Regions from separate parts of the Rattus norvegicus genome. Here region 1 is linked to region 2. A link is a contact called in public Hi-C data. All regions are on one chromosome and are shown on one strand. The core of a region is the stretch at or near the end of the contact, and the rest is flanking DNA. Distances in the headings are between cores, read along the strand shown.

Region 1 (6,515 bases), core at 124-2,623, 110 kb before region 2:
GTCCTCGAGCTCCTTCTGGATCTCTTCCCTCACCCTCTCTGTTTCCTTGGTTAGATGTCCACTCAGTTGAACGGCGAAGGGCACCAGCTTGTTCTGCAGGTCATCGGCATAGGTGTTAATGTTCCCAAGTTTGTCCTGGAAGAGGGTACTTCAAGGAAAGAACAGAGAGAAGGAAGCACCATTAAATACACTTGTAGAACACTCAGCTTTATACACCTGCCTAGGTCAGGAGTGAGTCCTCAGGAACAGAGGCCTCCATCTTGTCCCTGTAGCCCCCCCCCACCCCCCAGGATGGACCATGCTTTCAGGAAATCTCTTAGGATTAGTTCGACTTTGGAGTTTTATCTGCAAGGCTTCTGCTGAGCCTCTGTATCCTTATCTGCCCACCATGTGACTTGAGAACTTTGTTTTCCTTTCCTGTGGATAAAGAATGGGACTGGACTTTGACATCCCTCCCAGCACAGGATCACATTGTGCAACACATGTCTTCCAGTGGCACGGGGTCTGATGTCTTTGCATGTGCTCAGAGGGTCCCCAAACATCCCAGCCTCCCTCCCCCTGATTGCACAGGCACCTCGTGTCCTTATGGGACATGTCTCTCTCCTCTTTCTACCAAGAGTTGGTGATGGGATTTGACCATTTACCAAACGCTAGCACATGCAGATAGGAAGGTACTACAGGGATGGGTCCCTGGGTCCAGCTTCCCTGTTTATAGGCAGGATCTAGGTCTGGAGAGGCAAGACTCTGATGTCCCATCTTGCCAGTGTCCCATCTCTGAGGTCAGCTATGGGCTTCAAGAAGGCCTAGCCTCGCAGTCTGATCCCACTTACTTGAGCTGTTGAGTGACATCTGTCTTCTGCAGTTGTTCCACAGCCTCCTTGGCATTGTTGCTTAGCTGGGTGAAGTAGTCCCACATCACATTGGCCACCTGGTCGGAAGTGACCTCAGCCTGGGTCCCTGGGCAGAGAGCAGAAGGCAAGTGATTTATGAAGATGCATCTCTCTCCTGGTCCCTCCGCCTCAGCTCTGAACTGGATGATGTTGGAGTTGGGATAGTGCAACCCATTTCCCCATCCCTGGGATAACTCAGGGAGCACAGGTGCCAGGGAGAACAAAGTCCTTGTGAGCCGCTGGGCAAACGCAAGGCCACCCTGAGCTGTCCACGAGTTCTAGAGCTGGCTTTTCTGGCTGCCTCTCATGAACTACAACTGCTGGAGAGCAGTGTCTACTCACCGGTGATGGCCACCAGGGCCACGGTCAGCACCACAGCCTTCAGGAACATCCTGGGCTCCTCACTGGGTTGGGACAGCCCCAGCTACACTGGATGTTTCCTAGCGTCAGAAGAAACGGTTCACCTGTGTCGCTGTGAGGATTGACGGCAGGCAAGGCCAGCCACTCATTTAAAGCCCCTCCAGCCTTCTCTCCCCGCCTCCTCCCCAGTGTGACTCCACGTTGGAAGGTGACACACTCCCAGGAGGCCTCTTGGACTTTAATGACCCCAAGACAACGTGGATGCTGACAGCACACAGGCAGCCTCGGGGAGCTGTCTTGTTGAGTTGGCTCCGCCCTGTACAAGAAGCTGGGAAGGATGGCCAGAAGCTTCAGGAGGAACCAGCCTGAGAGTCTAGGGGAGTCCCTGAGCAGAACCCAGGATCAAAGGAGTTAATCATAAATGTGCTTTGTGTTTCATGGCGGTCAAGCCGGGTCACCTCAGTCTAGTTATCTGAAGCCTCAAGTTTCTTCTTTGAACAACGTGTAGTTTGTTATATTAAATTATGTGGTCCTTGGGAAATGGGTTCAGGGAGCTTAGCCCAGAGTAAGGGCTGAAATTAATGATAATGATTTTCTGTGTGCATCAGAGATAGGAAGGTAGGGGAGAACCCGATCCTCTCTTGACAGTGGCAGAGGGAGAGCCACTCTTTCCCTCAGCGGGTCACCAAGTGGGCTTGAGGCAGCAGTGAGAGAGTGGGGATGGCTAAGGTTTGATTACTGCCCCACTGTCCCCAGCTATATGCAGGAGCCATGCAGAATGACCTCTCTCTCTCTCTCTCTCTCTCTCTCTCTCTCTCTCTCTCTCTCTCTCTCTCTCTCTGAAGGTGACAGACTACACTGCTGTGGAAAGTGAATGTTTTGATCTCCTACTGAGACTGTAAATGTGTCCACACATATAGTTGCAGAAGATCTCCACAGGAAAGGTGCCAGGCTGTGGTCTGAGTGGAGCCTCAGTGGACCATACCAGGGACTAGATGATGACACCCATCCATCATATTGTCCCATTAACTGCTGTCCACAAGATAGCATTTATGAAATGAGAGCCATTAGAATAGACCATAATTGTGCCAGCCTGATTTGCTGTGTGGCCATCCATTTTCTTAAAAAATGTGTCCAGATTGACTTGTCTCATGAGACCGAAGACAGCTGGATACCTGCCCTCCTCTGCTGGGCCCTATGACACTGCAGTGTTCCCCACACCTCTCAAGCCTCCTGCAGTGGCCAGGAGCTCACTCCTTCCTAGAGCAGCCATGTTTAGTGAGTTTTAAAAAAATAACTTATGGCAAGTGTGGTGGTCCACGCCTTTAATCCCAGCACTCAGGTGGAGGCCAGTGGGTCTCTGTGAGTTCGAGGATAGCTTAGTCTACAAAGTGAGTTTCAGGAAGCTTGGGCTACACAGAGAAACCCTGTCTCAAAAACCCAAAAATAATGACAATGAAATAATAGTAATAATAATAATTTTATTTATTTACTAGTTTTTGGTGGGGGTGAGTATAGAGGTCAGATGAGAAGTGGGAGAGGTCTGTTCTCTCCTCCTACCGTTTGGTTTCCAAGGCATTAAACCGATGTCATCAGGCTGGGTGACTTTGTGCACTGAGTCATCTTGTTGGTCTTTTGTGTTTTCTGAGCTCAGGCTCTGGAGTAGACTCCCTGAGTTTGCATCTGGATTCCACACAGTGTGTGCTGTAGTGGTCTTAGATGAATCTCGGCTGTGAAGATTCTGTGAGATAATCTGGCTCCCCGTAGGTTCTCCTCGTTGAATATTAGCTATGCTTTGCCTCTAAAGAATTGGTCTCTCTGTACCATTGACCCATTGGTCCTCATCTTGCTTTGCCTAATCGGTCCTGGTCCAGCCTACGCTGGGCCCAAAGGTCAGAACCGATGGGGGATGAGTCACGTAGGACACCTTAGCTAGAGCTCCACCTCCTGGACCTGAGGGCTGAGTACCAGGTGCCACCAGCGTGAGACAGGTCCAGAGGTGCTTGCCCATTCGTACCCTCCCTGAGGAGACCTGTGTTACCTAAGTTTGTTCAAGAGTGGCTGCTAGTGATGGACTGTGAGATATGCATAGATATCTGAGTTGTCTGTGCGCACAGAACTTGGCTCTGAGCTAAGAGACTGGGACATCGTGCCTATGTGTGTGCCCAGCACTCACGGATGCACCATCCCCTGCAGGGAGGCTGTACTGTCTCCTGGCATGTCATAAATCGGCGTATTGACTTCTCCAACACTGGGGCATACTTCATATGCATCTGCTGGTGATTGGCATAGGGGGTGAGGCAAAATGAAAACCCCATGTCTCAGCTTCTGGGGGAAAAAAAAACAGATGATCTTATAGCCAGCCTCGGCCACAGAGGATCAAGGGGTCTTGGCACTCAAGTCTCTGTCTGATTCAGTCTTCTTGCCTGTGCTCATACACAGCTCATGGCCAGGAAGGCTGATAGCTGTACCTACTCTGTCCGCCCATACAGGATCAGAGTAGAGCCGTGGGGCTCTTATCCACCCAACCTGCTGTTAGTCAAACAGAGGCAGGCTGGCAGTCCACTCCTGAGAGCCGTTCTCAGCCCAAACATTCAGGACATCTTCCACACTGTCAATTTGACCGAGTCTTGAATCACCTCAGAGAGGGGTCTTTGGGCGAAGAATGCCAGACTATACAAAATGAAGGAGGGGAGCCAAGCTGAGCTGAGGACTGGCATCTCAGGGCTCGTGACCGGGTGCTTCACAGTCCCTCCACCACGACTCCCCATGTGGGAGCCAGGATAACCCCTCGCTTTGTCTTTTTTATCAGGATATTGTATCATAGCAACGGGAAGAGAAATTATGGCACCCCCCCCCCCACTGCTGCTTCCTCCATGGGACTGGGTCTGTAAGCCAAGAACACTGTCCTAAAGTCCAAGTCATATGGGTGAGAGGGCACAAGTGTTTTGGAAGGGACTGTCTCAGGGCCCAGGTTCCAAGATATCACCTGATGCCAGCTGTTATGTGGGGTTCATACACCTAAGTTCTCTGCACAGCTGTATCACATGGCTGGGACTCTCCAAATCAGTCAGCCTGTGACATCATTCTCAGGGCCAAGGACTTGATGCCACACCCAGATTGGGATCCGATGCCTATTGTGCCCTTTGCCTAGGAACAAGAAACAGGCTGAGAAGAGAAGAGAACATAGCAGCTTCCCCCCACCACACACAGTGCCCAGTCCTGGTACCACCTTGGTTCCCTCTCAGCTTTGCCAAGAACTTTTCTCAGAGGAAGCTTAGGTATACATGGGGACCGAGGACCAGCCCAGGTGCTGGGCCCCAGCTTTCCCACTGCTGGTACCACCCTGTGTTGAGCAGGCCTCTACCCACTGGGCCTTTGGGTTTTAGCTATAAAATGGAGTTAGTAATGTCTTAAGCTACATAATTTGGACAACTTACACTTCTACAGAAAACAAACTATGTTTTGTTTTGTTCTGAGACAGAGTCACATTATGTAGTCCGGGCTGATGTCCAACAAGATTTTCCTGAGTGCTGAACTTGTAAGCAAACTATCACAGCTACTCCAGACGATAGTCTTACGTCAAAAGAATGAATTTCTGACAGATGAGTTTCAAGTCTCAGTCAAAGACAGAGACTAAAAATTCAGAGAAGAAAGCCACAGTCCTTTCTCAGACTGAGATTTGATTCAGAGAGGCTGCTGCCCACAGTAGCCCTGTTTCTGTGTGGAAACCTCTTGCTCTCTCTGGCTGGGCTGTCAGCATTTGGGAGGTAAGGAAACTGTGAGCCTTTCCCTGGGCCAGCTGCTGTGTTTCTCCACACTCTGGGGAATAAGCATCCCGTACCGTTAACTTCTGACCACAGACCCTGTGAGTCAGTGTCAAAGGCATCAGTCGCTTCTGTGTTTGTGTGCAGGTGCATAGGCGTGTGTGACGTGCAGACCTGTGTAGGCCAGAGGTCAGTTTCAGGTATCATTCAGGTATCAAGAGCTGTTCACCTTGCTTTATGAGACTGAGTATCATTATATGGTATCTGGGGCTCGCTGAAGAGGCTAGACCGGCTGGCCATCAACTCTTGGCCTGCTACCTATCTCCCTGTCTCCAGTACTGGGATTACTAGTGAACACTACCACACTTATGCTGTATGTGGGTATCGGGGATTGAACTATGGTCTTCCTATTTACAAGACAAGCATTTTGCCTAACTGGCCTATTTCCCCAGTTCCGAAGGTAGCATTTAAACCTAGGATTTAGCCAGGTAGTGCCTCACACCTATAATCCCAGCACTCAGGAGGCAGAGGCAGGCAGATTTCTGAGTTCAAAGCTAGCCTAGTCTATAGATAGAGTTCGAGGACAGCCAGGGCTACACAGAGAAACACTGTCTCAGAAAACCAAGAACAAGACGAAAAGGAAGAAGAAGAAGAAGAAGAAGAAGAAGAAGAAGAAGAAGAAGAAGAAGAAGAAGAAGAAGAAGAAGAAGAAGAAGAAGAAGAAGAAGAAGAGGAGGAGGAGGAGGAGGAGGAGGAGGAGGAGGAGGAGGAGGAGGAAGAAGAAGAAGAAGAGGAAGAAGAAGAAGAAGAAGAAGAAGAAGAAGAAGAAGAAGAAGAAGAAGAAGAAGAACCAAAACTTAAAACCAACAGCTAACTAACCAAAAACCCCAAAACCTAGGATTTCTTGGCTCCAAAGTCTGCATCCAAAGGAAGATGTCCTCTGATGCTGCCTATCTAGGCTGTGCATCTCAGTACTAGCTCAGGGGACATCTTAGTTGTCACAGAGCACCTCCTTCGTCCTCACCCTCTTTGTCAATGGCCTCTCTAAACCTTGCTGCTTGCAGGCTCTCACAGCCAGGACAGTTACTGTAGGGGTCAGATACCCTCCAGCCATGGGCCCTGCTCTTATCTCAGAATTACTAACTACGGGTCCAGAGGGCAGGAGGAGACCTGTGGAGGAGGGAGGGAGGGAGGGAGGGGCAAGGCCGTGGGTTTCGTGTGGCCTTTGTCCTTCTCACACTAACCCCTGCTCAGCTAAGGCAGAGGAGACTGTTGGGAACACAGCCATGGGGTAGAGGTCAGAGGTGGAGGTCAGAGTGGGGTTGTGGGGCGGGAGGGACACGTGACCTTCACTCTGCCATTCCCACCCCAATTCTGCCATTGCTCCATGGCTGTACCACAGGTTCCCCATTCCATTCTACTGCAAGCCTTTCAAGTGGCTTCTGTGAAGGAGCCTGTCACCAGCTCCAGGCTGTTGTCTGGGCTTTGGTGTGGGAGG
Region 2 (6,448 bases), core at 3,390-5,889:
CAACTTCTGACTCAGGAAAGCTCTTTCCAGAGGTCTTGCCTGCGGGACTCTGCTGCAGGCCATCAGGCTGAGAGCTGACAGCTGCAAGGACCTATCTCCTCAGGTGCCTCTCCGCACAGCCTCTGTTACTGAGGTTGCAATGCTTGACCTTCTCTCCCACTTGTAAATGGAGGCAGATCCTTTGAGAAGACATTGGGATCTACCTGTCTGCATTATGGTCTGGTTTTCTTTCCTCTGAGTTAATGACTAGAGCTAGATATGGAGTCAAAGGCAACTTCTGGGCAACAATCAAACTCTGGGAGCTGAAGAGAAATTAAGGGAAATGGGAAGGTGGCTTGACGTCACCTCAGCCCAACTGGCACAAAACCACTGTCTCATGAACTGAGTGATGTGCTTCTCCAGACAAAAGGGAGACCCCACCTCAACTGCACTCTTCCAGACACAGCCTCCCCGACAGTTAAGGAGAAAGATGACAAACATTAATGTTCTGCTCTTCCTGGGAAGACAGTCACCTATCCAGATCCAGTACTAAGAAGACCTCACTCTATGTCCAGATTGGAATCCACCCCGACCTTGCCAGCCTGTGTGCACACAGTGAGTGGACGGGAGACTTGGGGAGGCTGCAGCACCTTGCATAGGACTGGCTCAAGAACCCAGACTCTCATTTCTTGGTAAATTTTCATAGATGTTCTTGAATAAATGTTTTCTTTCATTTGCTGCTTGTCCATAGGATCAGTTTATAGTCTTTTAAAAATAATTCTCATCAGTTTTACCTGGCAGCTGATGAGAATCCTGCATGACTCATGATGAAAACTGTCCACCAATTACTTGTTTGTTTTATGACTTTTTGGTTTGGTTGGTTTGGGTTTTTTTTTCCAGTTTGTTTATCTGGTTTTTGTTTTGTTTGTTTGTTTGTTTGTTTGTTTGTTTTGAGACAGGGTTTCTCTGTGTAGCATTGGCGTCCTGAACACTCCCATTTGTTCTTTAACATGAAGGCAAAAGTAAGCATATGCCAAAGCTCTATAAATGCTGGCTCATTACACTCATCCCATCACCCAAAATTGGAGGTCAAACCTAGGGACTTACAGAGGGCGGGACTTATTATAAATATGCTATATCACGAGCCCTATTCCATCTACACAACTGTAGACCTTACACTAGAGACCAAGAACTGAGTCCAAGAACTTGACTCAAGTTAAAAAGCAAGTAGGAGGCAAAGGTCTGATCTGAACCTATCCATCTCCAGCCCCTGCACTACCACCACCCCAACCCACACAGTCACCTTTGCTGAAATGGAATCCGGGGTCTCATGTGTGCTATGTGGCATATTATCACTGAACTGCATACACCTCTTTCCCTCAACACCTCACTTCTTGACTACTCGCCTCTTCTCTTATCGTTTACACAGAAACTTGAGAATCAGGGCCCCGAGACACCTTATCCTTGTGCAGTCTCGCTGTTCAACTGATTTAGGGTTTGACTCAATAGTAACCAAACACAGGCCTTGGCACAGGTTAGGCAAGCCATTCTGTCATGGAGCTCCTCCACAAATCTATGTGAGGTTTTAGTAATTTATTTGGGTAATCGTCTTTTTATTTTCTGAACCTGGATCATTAAAAAGTCTACTATGAGCCAAGGAGATAGATGGCTCTGGCTCAGGTTTTACCCTGTGGCCTGATGGTTAGAGTTCAGATCCTTGGAAGCCATGTGATAAGTCAGGTGCTGCAGTGTCTATAATCTTGGGGTCTCTACATTGAGATGGGAGGCAGAGACAGAGAATCTTATGGGAAGGCTAGCCTGGTATAGACAGTGAGTGGTAGAAAGAGAGACTTGGCCACAAAGCGAGGTGGAAGACAAGAAGCAGCTCCTGCAAGTTGTAGTCTGACCTCTCCACATGCGTGTCGTGGCATGAACACTCCTACACGCGCACCCCAATACTAATCATGTCAATTAATACTATATTTACTCAGATAATTATATGCTATGTTGTAACAGATAATTGTGTGATATTTCCTTTTAATAATACCAAAACTGTGTTCTGTGTACTAGTGCTGCATATACACAAAGGGGCTACGACCAAAATGACTCTTATCTTTCCTTTAAAGATCTGTTTTCTTGCCAGGCATGGTGGCACTTGTCATCAATCCCAGCACTCAGAGGCAGAGACAGGTGGATTGCTATGAATTTGAGGCCAGCCTGGCCTACAGAGTGAGTTCCAAGATAGCTGAGGCTACACAGAGAAAACCTGCCTTGAAAAATCAATCAGAAAAGAACTGCGTTCCCAAAGCAGGCCACATGCAGCGTTTGCTCAGAACGTCAGGAACATTAGGATGAGCCAGGCTCTTTTATTCTAAGGCTATCAGCGCCTCTCTATGAACAAAGGTCTTACCATGACATGGCTAACAGACTGCTCATGGCTTCAGAAATGCTTTGCTTCCTTTCAGAGCAAAGCTTATAAAAGGCGTTAGGTAACAAAAGTTGTCCACTTGCTTTTGTGTACATTTGTGGCCCAAAGTGAAGCAGTTTCAGTGAAGCGTGTGCCTGGTTGTCAGGCCTCCATGTATTCCCCAGCCGCATCAGGTGACTTCTCTTTCCTAGTCTCTGACATGCTTCTATTCTCCACTCTATGGACTCATTAAACCAGAAAGACGACGTCTGTGTTTGGTATGGCACAGTTGTACTCCTGTACAGACTTCACAGCTTGCATTCTCCTGGTTTAAAATACATGTAGATCTCCATGTTTGTGTTCTATGAGATTTCTTCATGGAGGGAAAATCAGTGTCTTGATATGGAGACATCACCTTCAAAATAACTGATAGGCACGGAATTATCATGTGCACTAAAAGCCTACACTACATTCTTGATATACAATATTATTATTCTGAGATTTTAATGTGCCAATTTCTTTGAATTGAAGTATCTCTTTGAGCATTGTACTTGGTTCTCCATTAAAGGAGAAATAGAAGTGACAATGATACTTTTTCTGAAAAAAAAAATTCATTGGGGTTTTTTTGAGACAAGGTTCCTCTATGTAGCCCTGGCTGATCTGGAACTTATTATATACATCAGGCTGATCCTGCTGCTTCTGTACTCAGAGTGCTAGAATTAAGGTATGCATCACCATGTCTGGCCTAGCCTACAAATGCACATACAAGCACTTCACACCACACCACATAGCTATTAATTAAGAGGAATGTCTACTTTAAAGGTGCAAAGTCTCCTGGGAGTCTATGGGGTAATCCTAGCTAAGACTCCCAAACAACTGGAGATATAAAGGCTGAAATGGCCACTTCTTGTAGTCAGACAGAACTTCCTCCAGTGGACGGAGGAAGTCATCAGTTCACTCACAAAACCTTCAACCCAAAATATGTCCTGCCTACAAGATGTGCAGGGAAAAAGATGAAGCAGAGACTAAGGGAACTGCCAATCAATGACTGGTCCAAGATGAGACCCACTTCATGAGAGAGACCAACTTCTGACACTATTAATGATGCTCTGCTATGTTTACAGACAGGAGCCTAGCATAACTGTCTTTTGAGAGACCTCATCCACAGCTGATGGAACAGATGCAGAGACCCAGAGCCAAACAATAGAAGCAGCCCTGGTAGTCTTGTGGAAGAGTGGGACACAGAACTGGGCAATCCCACAAGATCTACAACGGCAACTAACTGGGGTCCTAGGAGCTTATAGAGACTGAACCACCAAACACAGCGTGTGCAGGGCTGACCTAGGTGCCATACACATTTCTAGCAGATGTGCAGATTGGTCTTCATGTGAGTCCCCGAATAACTGAAGCAGGGGCTGTTTGTGACTAAGTTGCCATCGGACCCGTCCCCTTCCTCTAGCTGGACTGCCGGGTGACACCTCAATGGGAACGGATGAACTTAGTCCTGCTTCTATTAGATGTCCTAGGGCATGGTGGTACACAAGGATGGCCTTCCCTTTGGAGAAGGGGAGGGGATAATGGGGGGATTTATAAGGGTTGGATGGGAGTAAGGAGGTAGGGGGCTGTGATCAGGAGATAAAGTGAATAAATAAATTGGTAAGAAAAGTGATATACTTCTAAATGTATTGTAAATTAGTACTGGTTCTTATAAAAGACAGGAATTTAAGTTTCACAATCTGCCTTTTACCTCTATTTGGTAGTGTTAATTGCTGTCAGCACAGAGAATTCTTGCTTTAGTTTTTACCAAGTCCAAGTGAGGTTTGCCTGGAACTAAATCTCATGATGTACAAAGGTCAAGATCTCATGATGTACAAAGGTCAAGTCAAGAAGAAACAGCAGTTACCGGAGGCAGATGATCAGAGCCATTGGGGGACTGTGCACACAGCAAGGTACAGGTCTCAAAGATATATTTAAACAAAGGTTAAGAAGGTGGGGCCCTTCCTCACATCACACCAGGGGCTCCCACACATGAGGGATCTCCATCACTCCTGGCAAACTCAGCTACAGCCTGGCAACAGAAAAGACCCAGTCACATGACTGGCAGGAATATTTGGTTTTGAAATCTTTTATCTCAACTGTTAACATCTAACTAGAGCAAACAAAACACCTTTGCTCAAGAATAAACACAGTGGAGGGGTTTAACTGGCTAAACAAACAAACCAAAACCTGAAATTACCATGATGGCACAGAGGGCAGCATCAGGACAGCTGAGACACAGGACAGCTACTCTGGGTTGGCATAGTGTACTTAAGGGTTGTTTAAAGGATGCAGTGAAGGTACTCACCAAATATCTCCCCTCCGCTAGCGTATTCTGTCACCAGGTAAATCATGCGCTCTGTCTCCATGACCTGTGCAAAGGCAAGACAGTGATGTGACACAGGTGGCCGGCTGGTCCAGCAGAACCATTGTCTCTGATGGTAACAGCCCTCCTTAAAGGGCACAACACATGGGAGGGGACATAGCATTGTGAGGAAGGGGAAATGGGAACATTTACTGCTTCAGAGGCATGGTCCTCTTTGTCCCCAGGTCTCTGTAATCCAATAAGCTGAGAAGCAAAGACGTTGCTAAGAACTAGAAAAAGTTCAATTTCAACCTCAATTACAACTCAAGGCTCTCCTCACACATCACCAGCCCAGTGGGAGAGCCTTAGGGAAAACATTGTGTCATCAAGGAACATCCAGAAACCACACAGGATTTGATTTCTAAATAGAAATGTGAATTCTTCTATGAACCATTTGTTCATAAAAGGAGGGGTCCCATAAACTATCAATCAATACTGTATCCCATAAAATACCTTTCAATAATGTAATTCATTTATGTGTATTTCATTTGTCCAGTCTACTCACAACTTTTTAAAAATCCACAGTGAGCACTGTTTTGTTTTTTGCCAAACTCATGTATGAATTTGTCAGGATAGCTGTAAACATTTTAAGCACCTACTGTGTAAACCAAAGACCAAAGGCTTCTATCTCCTATCTACACCCATTCTCACAGAGACACTTATACTTAGCACTGGGCATCTCCCTAAGGATGTTGGGATGAACACAACCGAGCTGTAGTGCCCATGTTGTCTAAGGCCACAATTTAAAACAGAAGTCAGAAACAATGGTCGCCGTTTACCTTCATATGCCTAAAGAATTATCCTTTAAAAAAGTTTTATTATATATAAGTACACTGTAGCTGTCTTCAGACACACCAGAAGAGGGCATCAGATCTCATTACAGATGGTTATGAGCTACCATGTGGTTCCTGGGATTTGAACTCAGGACCTTTGGAAGAACAGTCAGTGCTCTTAACCACTGAGCCATCTCTCCAGCCCAAGCATTATCCTTTTAATAATCATAAAACAATTTTAGACTGTTTGAGTTTTACTTAAAATGAACTTAAGTTAAAATAAATTACATTAGGGCTGGCGAGATGGCTCAGGGGTTACAAAAGCATTGGTTGTTCTTAAGGATCTAGGTTGAATTCTCAGCATCCATATAGCAGTGTGTAACTGTATGTAGCTCCAGTTCCAGGTAATCGAACATCCATATGCACAGACATTCAGGCAAAACACAAATACATATAATAAATTTAAAAAGAAATTCTTTTAAAAGTTTAGTTCCTCAGTCACTTTGGCCATTGTTTATTTAATGTACATGAGTACACTGTAGCTGTCTTCAGACACACTAAAAGAGGGCATCAGATCCCATTACAGATGGTTGTGAGCCACCATATAGTTGCTGGGACTTGAACTCTGGACCTCTAGAAGAACAGTCTCTCAAGCTCTCAGACCCACACTTTTAGTACATGTGGTTCATTAATTATACTGCTTGCTGGCTGCTTTCTTTTTTATCTTTAAACATCAACACCACATATGTGTAGAGTGGTAACATGTTTAAGGGGTTTGGTGGTGGTGGTGGTGTGTGTGTGTGTGTGTGTGTGTGTGTGTGTGTGTGTGTGTGTGCGTGCATATGCGTGTTTATTGGTTGGTTGGGAGAGTTGTTTTTGAGAGAGGAA

Evidence for each region. Hi-C and Micro-C count contacts between places; a contact is called where the count stands out from the background.
Region 1: a Hi-C map of kidney shows a contact between it and region 2, with 2.1 times the contacts expected there. The contact joins the promoter of Apoa4 here to the enhancer-like site in region 2.

Annotation. Positions count from the first base shown.
Region 1 is chr8:55,430,637-55,437,151 of GRCr8, reverse strand. Apoa4 (apolipoprotein A4) reads right to left here and starts at 1,373. Exons shown (of 3, transcript NM_012737.2): 1 at 1,233-1,373; 2 at 831-957; 3 at 1-148. The coding sequence starts at 1,281.
Region 2 is chr8:55,321,517-55,327,964 of GRCr8, reverse strand. Sik3 (SIK family kinase 3) reads right to left here. Exons shown (of 25, transcript NM_001271216.2): 3 at 4,731-4,794. Among named protein-coding and RNA genes, the nearest start is that of Apoa1, 99 kb to the left of the region's middle. Within about 2 kb of position 4,639, at least 4 of the 93 cell types and tissues checked have an H3K27ac peak or open chromatin away from gene starts, as enhancers often do. A contact at or near this core is called in kidney, where this site is marked.